2 separate regions of the Rattus norvegicus genome follow, and region 1 is linked to region 2. Evidence: chromatin contacts called from public HiChIP or PLAC-seq data. All regions are on one chromosome and are shown on one strand. Each heading gives the region's core, a stretch centred on a gene start, on an enhancer-like site or on the middle of the called end of the contact. The rest is flanking DNA. Distances are from core to core; before and after follow the strand shown. Region 1 has its middle 120 kb from the start of Tmsb4x. Region 2 holds the start of Tmsb4x (thymosin beta 4, X-linked).

Region 1 (3,642 bases), core at 230-2,729, 120 kb after region 2:
AAAGCATAGAAATCATTAGTCAGTGGTCATTTGTTACAGGAGCCCCAAGAGACTAATTACCTTGACACCTCCAGAGTCCCTAATTGATCCATTGCCATTGAAGGGCAAACATTTTGCTGTAGACAAGTCCAGAGAAAGGTAATGGAAAATTCCGTTGTTTTGCCCTAATATATGGCACCTGCCTCTTCTGTGCCTCTATCCATCAACAGTGCCCACTGACTGACTATCTAGCCAATCATGTGGTTCAAAGCTCTAGACTCTCCTATCCCGTTTGACCTGGAGTGTGGTTGCACAGATGCACCCATCGGTTATTAGACTGTGCAGTCTTTCTCTTTTTCTCATTTACTGATTGAATTCGTTTTGAGGCAGGATCTCATGTACCCCAAAAGAGCTGAGGATAATCCTGAACTTCTGTAGCTTGTACCACGACTGCCTAAGTGCTGGGCTTACAGAAAAATAATCTTTACCACTGTATTTGGTTTTATGTGGTACCAGGGCTAAAATTCAGGGATTTGAACATGCTACATTGACTGAGCCCCAGTCCTAGCCCTAACGATGCACTCAACATTGTTTTAATAAGGAAAACTTGTGGGAATCAATTCTTTTTTAAATTTTTATTTATTTTATATATGTCAGTAAACTGTCACTGTCTTCAGACACAGCAGAAGAGGGCACCAGATCCCATTATAGTTGGTTATGAGCTACTCACTTTGTGCTTGGTGGGAATTGAACTCAGCACCATCAGGAAGAGTAGTCAGTGCTCTTAACCTCTGAGCCATCAATCCAATCCAACTGTTAACATTTTAAAAGACACCTATGTGTGTTGCATGCACTTGTACATGTGTCATGAGGCTCATGTGGAGGTTGGAGACCAACCTCGAGTCTCAGTCCTTGTTTTCTTCCTTGTTCGAGTCAGGGTTCTTTATCACTGTGTATTTCAGATGAGCTGACCTGTGAGCTCCGGGGAAATTTCCTGTCTTTCTCTTACAACTATGTAGATGCACTGGGATTACAGATGTGCCTGGCTTTTTGTGTGTATCCCAGTGCATGTTCCCATGTTTGTATGGCAAGCCTTTTGCCCATAGAGCTACCTCGGCAGTCCTTAGTTGCTTAAAGAAACAGAAGCCATTTCCTGTGCCAGGTGTATGGCTGAGTAAACCAGCAACGTTGAATGTTGGAAGGACATGGAGGCAGAAAGAACTGAACAGACACATGTCCATAAGAAGCACGTGCTTAACATAACTTTGTACCCGGCTGTATCTTTTAAGCTGGTCTTTCCTGGTTCTGGGGCGGTGCTGACACAGACAGAATCTCTGAAAGCAAATATTTGAAGAGGAACCTTTGCTTGGTGACGAGGTAGCAGCTGAAATGCAATCTGCAGGCAGCGAGAAGTATGTGGATTATGTGGGCTGAGGGCAGGCAGAGAGATCTGAAGAAGTCTCATCTCCTGTTAAGGGACAGCTCTGTTACAGACCAGGCACAAAACGAACAGCCCCTCCCACTCGTCTTGCTGCCAGCTCCCTTCAAAAGTGAATTCCTCCGTGCTGGCTGCTCCCCTCTGGAGTGCCACTGAATTCTAGAAATCCCAAGAAGCTTTGTGAAAGCAACCAGAGAAGGAGAAGGTATTTTAAGGAGTGTAATAGTGTTGTCACCGCTCTAAGGAACAAGGAATGTCCACGTTAGTCTATCCACAAGGTGGACTTGACAGCAGCCACCATTCAGGAGAGCAGCATTCCTTATGCAAATAAGTTCATTCTGTCTCGTTCTGCCTTTGTGTCCAGGTTATTCCATCTTGCTATTTCTTCTCTTAAAATGGATCTTTTTCTGGGCAGTACATTTTACTCCTAGGTGAAGACGGCTTGTTTCTCTGAGACATATTCTAATCCTTTCTTACTGGGTTTGAGGGTATGACACTGGCAGGGGGAGGGCAGGTGCAGATCTAGGTGCCTCCAAACTTAACTCACCCTTGACTGAGTCTCCCTAAAATCCTCCTCACACTCTCCTTTGTTCCTTGCTTCCCGCTCAGGGAAGGGGTTGGCCAGATCTAGGTGATACCAATAGTCTCGCCCAGTCAGGAAATGGGTTTGGTACTCCAATTCAGGAAGTCAGTAACAGTAGCGTAATTCAGTATCTTTTTCTTTCTATATTTTTTAAACATTTATTTTTTTTCCATTGTTGCCCTGCTGGGTAAATAGTTATTTTTTATGAAAACAACAACATTCTTCTTTTTTGGTGCTGCTCTTGCTGGGCATGGAACTCAGGGTCTCACAATGGCCAAGCACTTGATATACCACTGACTTACCCCAGCCCTTCCTCTGCCATTTGAGAGCTTGATGAATGTCTTGTTCTGGAACTGGCTTTGAAATCAAATTCATGTTTTTTCTCTAGAGTTGGAGAACAATACCCTGGCAATTGGTCCTAAGTTACTCATAATTGCTTTTCTTCAACTCAACTTTCAATACATCTATTAGTCGAAATGTCACAACTTTCTGCTCACTTCTTACTCTAAAAAGCATGTGGCTAAAGACATAAGCACGGGATCTAGCAAAGGTCTCTCTCTCTCTCTCTCTCTCTCTCTCTCTCTCTCTCTCTCTCTCTGTATTTTCCTTATGTACCAGGCTGACCTAGAACTCAATAGGCCAATGATAACATTGGACTTCTGACCTTACTGCCTCTACCTCCCAAGTGATGAAATTATAGGCACATATCTGCAAGCCCAGCTTATGTGATATTGGGCATAGGACCCAGGGCTTTGTGCTTGCAGGCAAGCACTCCAGTAACTGAGCTGCAGCCAAGACTGAGCTTCCTTTATTCTGAAGTTTAGTGTAGGCACCACTGGAACCTGTGCTCAGAGGCCACTACAGTCCTGGAGGGCTGGCTTCTTTCCCTGGTATATGTGTTTATGGAACCATCCTTATTACTGTCGTCGCAATAACACAATTAAGTCTTCATTTCAGAATGGTGAGCAAATCAGTACAAATGCCTTTTGTGTAGATAGAATCATAATTTTTATTGTTCATGACCTATTTAATGATGTATAATTCATCTTTTTATGTGTACAGTTCTATGAGGTCAGAGCTCCAGACATAGTCTGTAAGTTTCACTACAATTAAGCCATTGATGATTTATGTTATCCCATAAACTTATACTTGACTATTTTGTTGTCAATATCCTCCCACCAACTCCTAGTTCCTGGCAAGCACTGATTTGTTTTTGGTCCCTTTATCTTCCCTTCCCTTCCCTTGCCTCCCCTCCACTCTCCTCCCCTTCCTTCCCCTCTCCTCTACTCTTCCCTCCCCTTTCCCCCTCCTCCCCTCCCCTCCCCTTCCCTTTCCCTCCCTTTTCTTTTCCTTTTCCTGTATGTTAAAATACATAGCCCAGGCTACCTTCTAACTTTTACTCTTAACTCCTAAATGCTTGTTTGTTTTTTATAAGCAATGTCATCCTACCAAGTGCTTTGGTGGTGTTGTCGTGTTGTTAAACAATATTACCCCAATGGAATCCAATAATATGTAGCTTTTGCCTTCTGCAGTTTTTACTCTGTATCGATTTGTTTTTGTGTTTGTCACAGGGTCTCTTGTAGTCCAAGCTGACCTCAAATTCCATTTATAGCTAAGGAGGACTTTGAACTTCCGATCGTCC
Region 2 (3,804 bases), core at 1,035-3,534:
TCCTAATCCTCTTGTCTCTGCATCCTGAGTGCTTGCATTGCAAGCATGTCGTACTATTTTATGTCACACTAGAGATGGAACGTAGGCCTTGGTGTAGTCTAGGCACGTGCTCTGCCAAGTGCCACAAAATACCTAATTTTTGCTAATAATTCATTAGAGAAATAATATATTCACATATTAATTATGTAGAAATATACAAAGAAATATATACATTTCCCTTTATAGAGACACAATGACAAATTACTTGAGGTTTTTGCTAATGGCAAATGCGAAAACATTTATTCTTTTCTTCTCAACTTTCTATTTTAAATAAGAACAGGGCAAAATGCTCGCTTTTGGAAGTTTGGTCCCAAGAACTTGATCTTTCCACAATTCCTACCACTACTTAACACCAATTGTCCACTTTCCAGAGAGGAGTTAAACGAATAATGGACAAGAGAAGCCCAACACTTTGACAGTCCCTTTTATTTGCATTTCATTCTATCTCTATCACCCTCAGTTCCCCGGGCAAGTTGCTTCCTCTCTTACAGCCTGCCTGTTCTTTTTCAGTCAGCAGCTAAAATAATCTGCCTGCTACATTGTTATGAAAGTAGAAAACTCTAGATGTTTACAGAGTCCACTCTTCAATCTCCTCTGGCCGCATAACTTCTGTAAAGGCTCATCTTTCCTAAGGCAAACAGGCAACCAGGGTCAAGGCTATGGCATTCCTTTGACGTAGGAAGACACAGAGGCAGGGACAGCTGAGTGAAGGGACATGGAATCCAATGACCCACCAAAATGGTGTCAGTGTAACTGCAGAGGCCAAGCAGAAGAGGTCAGGAATGCATCCCGCAAGATCCGTTCTGTGTTTCAACAATGCAGTAAACTCCCTTCTAGTGAACACGGGGAGAGAGGGGATGTGTTACCCGAGAGGTGACATCTAATGCACGCTCAAACAGGTCCAGGGCCCATGCAAAGGGCAGAAAGGCGGTCTCCCAAGTAGAGCATTAACTGGGAAACCACATGGGTCACCTGCTCCTGCCTACCCCCATCTCCTTCCTCCTAAGTAAAAAGAGAAGTAGATGAAGAAATGGGGAAGTCCAAGCTGCCCCAGCAGTACCAGTTTAGGGTCCTTATAACACTTGACTCACTGCCAGAGAGGCAAAGCCTCTGTCATAAAAAATGCTTAGCAAAGGCTTTCTGGAAACATCCCTCCAGAGCACAGAAAAGGAGAAGAAATGTTTTATAGTTCTCGATGTCTCCGAAATAATCCCAAGGATGCTTTTTAATATCCTACGTAGCTTCTTCCTATCACCTACCACTTGCAGGCACAAGCTTGGTACCTGCAATTACTTTTTAGTAGCAAGTAGGTCCCTGGTACTCGCCGACTCAGGTGCCATTTTGAAACCAGCACCTCTCTACCTGAATCGTCCACATGTGTTGCTGAAAACCTTTCCCTCAAAACCTAGCTCGCACTTCTGTTTCAATCCTGATAGTAAAGCTAAAGGATCTTGTGATCTTCGGGAATCCGTGGCTTTCATTAGAAATCACTTTTAATTGATGAAAATAAAACAGAAATGAACTTCCTTATTGTCAGTCAACAGCAAAAGTTGAATTTGATTTAATTTTTAAGGGGCAGGCTGTGCTCTCCATAAAGCTCCCAATTAGCTTACACCTAGCAAATGTTAGTTAACTCGATTGCTCACAGAAATTACAGCAAACAATATAGATGCTGCAATGCTAAAACTTTTCTTTTAAAAATCCACCCAGGGTTCCTTTATCACCCTCTCATATTAAGGGGGAAGACAAGCGAGGGAGACAAAGAGGGCCGGGTGGGGCGGGCGAATGCGGTCCACTGGTCTGAAAGCTGAGTCATAGGAATCAGACCCCACCAGCCCTTGTACGCGGGACACCGCACCCTATGATGCGGGCGTTGGCTGCAGACAAAGCCGGTTTCTAAGTAAAAAAATGTCTGTCCCCTTAGGTGCCACTCGGGACCTTAGTTATCACGCATTAATCCTTAAGAACAGGTTTGGGCGGCTATTGCAAAAGTTCAGGATAATAAAATAGACGTCAAATGGGGGAAGGGGCATTTTGAAGGCGTTTGTTCCGTTTCTAGTTCCGCCATCGATGTGGTTCAAGGGCCCTGGTGGATGGGGATGTGGGGGTTGGGGAGGGGGGGGGTCCGACAGGCCTCTGAACGCCCTTCCGGAGACGCGGCGTGAAGGAGTTAAGCGGGACAGCGGGTGACATCACCTCATTTGCATATGAGCGCGCATAAAACGGCGCTCGCCGCGCCCCTCCCGACAGTCGGCAGCGGCCTCTGAGCAGATCGTCTCTCCTTGTTCGCCCAGCTCGCTCAGGTGAGCCCCAGGGCCCCTTCCTTCTATCCTTCCCTGCCTCTCCGGCGGAGGCGCTTGCCTCATCCTTAAAGCGAAGTCCAAGGGGTACTTCCAGGCAAGGTTGTTTCGGGGGACCGGGGCAGGGGGTATCTGAGTAACGGGAAGGGAAATCGATGATAAGAAAAAGCCCCCCCCCAAAAAAAATCGGGCATTCTGCTGCGCAGCTTAGAGGGGAATTGGTTTTTTCTCCTCGACCCTCTCTCCGAAGTGTTTTCCTTTACTTAACTGGCTGTAATTAATCAGAAATAGAAAGATCCTTTGTTCAAACGCTCTGCATTCCCCTTAAACGCCTGATGGCTTCGAGGGCTGTTATCTGTGGCAGGTTTAACCTACCCGGCCGGCCTTTAGCGTGAAAATTGGGAAGCCCTTGCAGAGGAATGTATGCAAAGGCGGTCAAATGGCCCCTGCATGCAGATCAAGATGCGTTTGCGAGAAGTGGGGAGGCAGCTTTGTGTGCCGAGGCTGCATTGTTGGGCAGGAGGAGGAGAGGAAGCGAGTAGGGCGGTGGTCGGCAGCTGGCGGCGTCAGCTCCCTCGCCTTTGTGAGGAGGAGAAAGCTGGACCGCCTGGTATCTTTTGGGGAGCCAGCCCCGTTTTGCGACCTTGGCTCTATTTTAAGAGATTTTACTAGACTTTTTCCTCTTAAACTGGAAGTGGCTTCGTTCTATCCCAATTTTAATTTTTCAACACTACAATGTTAAGATTCCGCAATGATGAATTTTATTCTACGGAAATACCTTTGAGTATTTCCACCTTCACTCTTTGATTCTTCACTTTGAGAATATTAAGGGGGAAGATTTTTTTTTCCTATAGAAAGACTAAGGTCTTTAGCGAGGAGTCAACAAGGCAATAGGATTTTAGGCTTTGGGGTTTCGGGCGCGCGCGTTTGGGGTGCTTTCAGAACTGGGAGAGGCGAGGGTGGGTTCCTCTTTCTTAGCTTTGGTCTTCGTTTTGTACCTGCAGCTCCTTCCAGCAACCATGTCTGACAAACCCGATATGGCTGAGATCGAGAAATTCGATAAGTCGAAGTTGAAGAAGACAGAAACACAAGAGAAAAATCCTCTGCCTTCAAAAGAAAGTAAGCTGTTCGCCCTCGCCCATTTTCAGAGCCGGCTGGGCGGGAGCAGAGCGGGAGCTGCAGTCGGGAGGAGGAAGGGAGGGGCCGCGGGGAGGATGGGGGGTTCGGGGGAGGAGCCGACAGTTGATGATGATGAATATGGCCTGCAAAGGTTAATTAAAAACTGTTTTGCAGCCAACAAGCGCCGGGCTTCAGTGATTTAATAATGGAATATTTATTATTCTGTTATGCAAATACATTTATTGGGTAACTGCTTTGGTTGAGTATGTCTTGCTCAGCGTGGCTACTATGTATCCTTCTAGAAATTTTATAAGATGAAAAGAGATTTTTTTTAAATGAACATCGT

Evidence for each region. HiChIP or PLAC-seq counts read pairs in DNA pulled down with a chosen protein or histone mark.
Region 1: a contact with region 2 is called in an H3K27ac HiChIP or PLAC-seq map of oligodendrocytes, with 8 times the contacts expected there. The contact joins the enhancer-like site here to the promoter of Tmsb4x in region 2. A contact is called at or near these places in 5 of 12 Hi-C or Micro-C datasets (frontal cortex, kidney, liver and 2 more) and 1 of 1 datasets of contacts at active chromatin or transcription factors (oligodendrocytes).

Annotation. Positions count from the first base shown.
Region 1 is chrX:30,878,857-30,882,498 of GRCr8, forward strand. No RefSeq gene overlaps it. Among named protein-coding and RNA genes, the nearest start is that of Tmsb4x, 120 kb to the left of the region's middle. Within about 2 kb of position 1,480, at least 13 of the 93 cell types and tissues checked have an H3K27ac peak or open chromatin away from gene starts, as enhancers often do.
Region 2 is chrX:30,759,327-30,763,130 of GRCr8, forward strand. It overlaps Tmsb4x (thymosin beta 4, X-linked), which reads left to right and starts at 2,285. Exons shown (of 3, transcript NM_031136.2): 1 at 2,285-2,342; 2 at 3,344-3,458. The coding sequence starts at 3,359. LOC134484016 (a long non-coding RNA gene) reads left to right here. Exons shown (of 4, transcript XR_010061311.1): 4 at 1-1,087.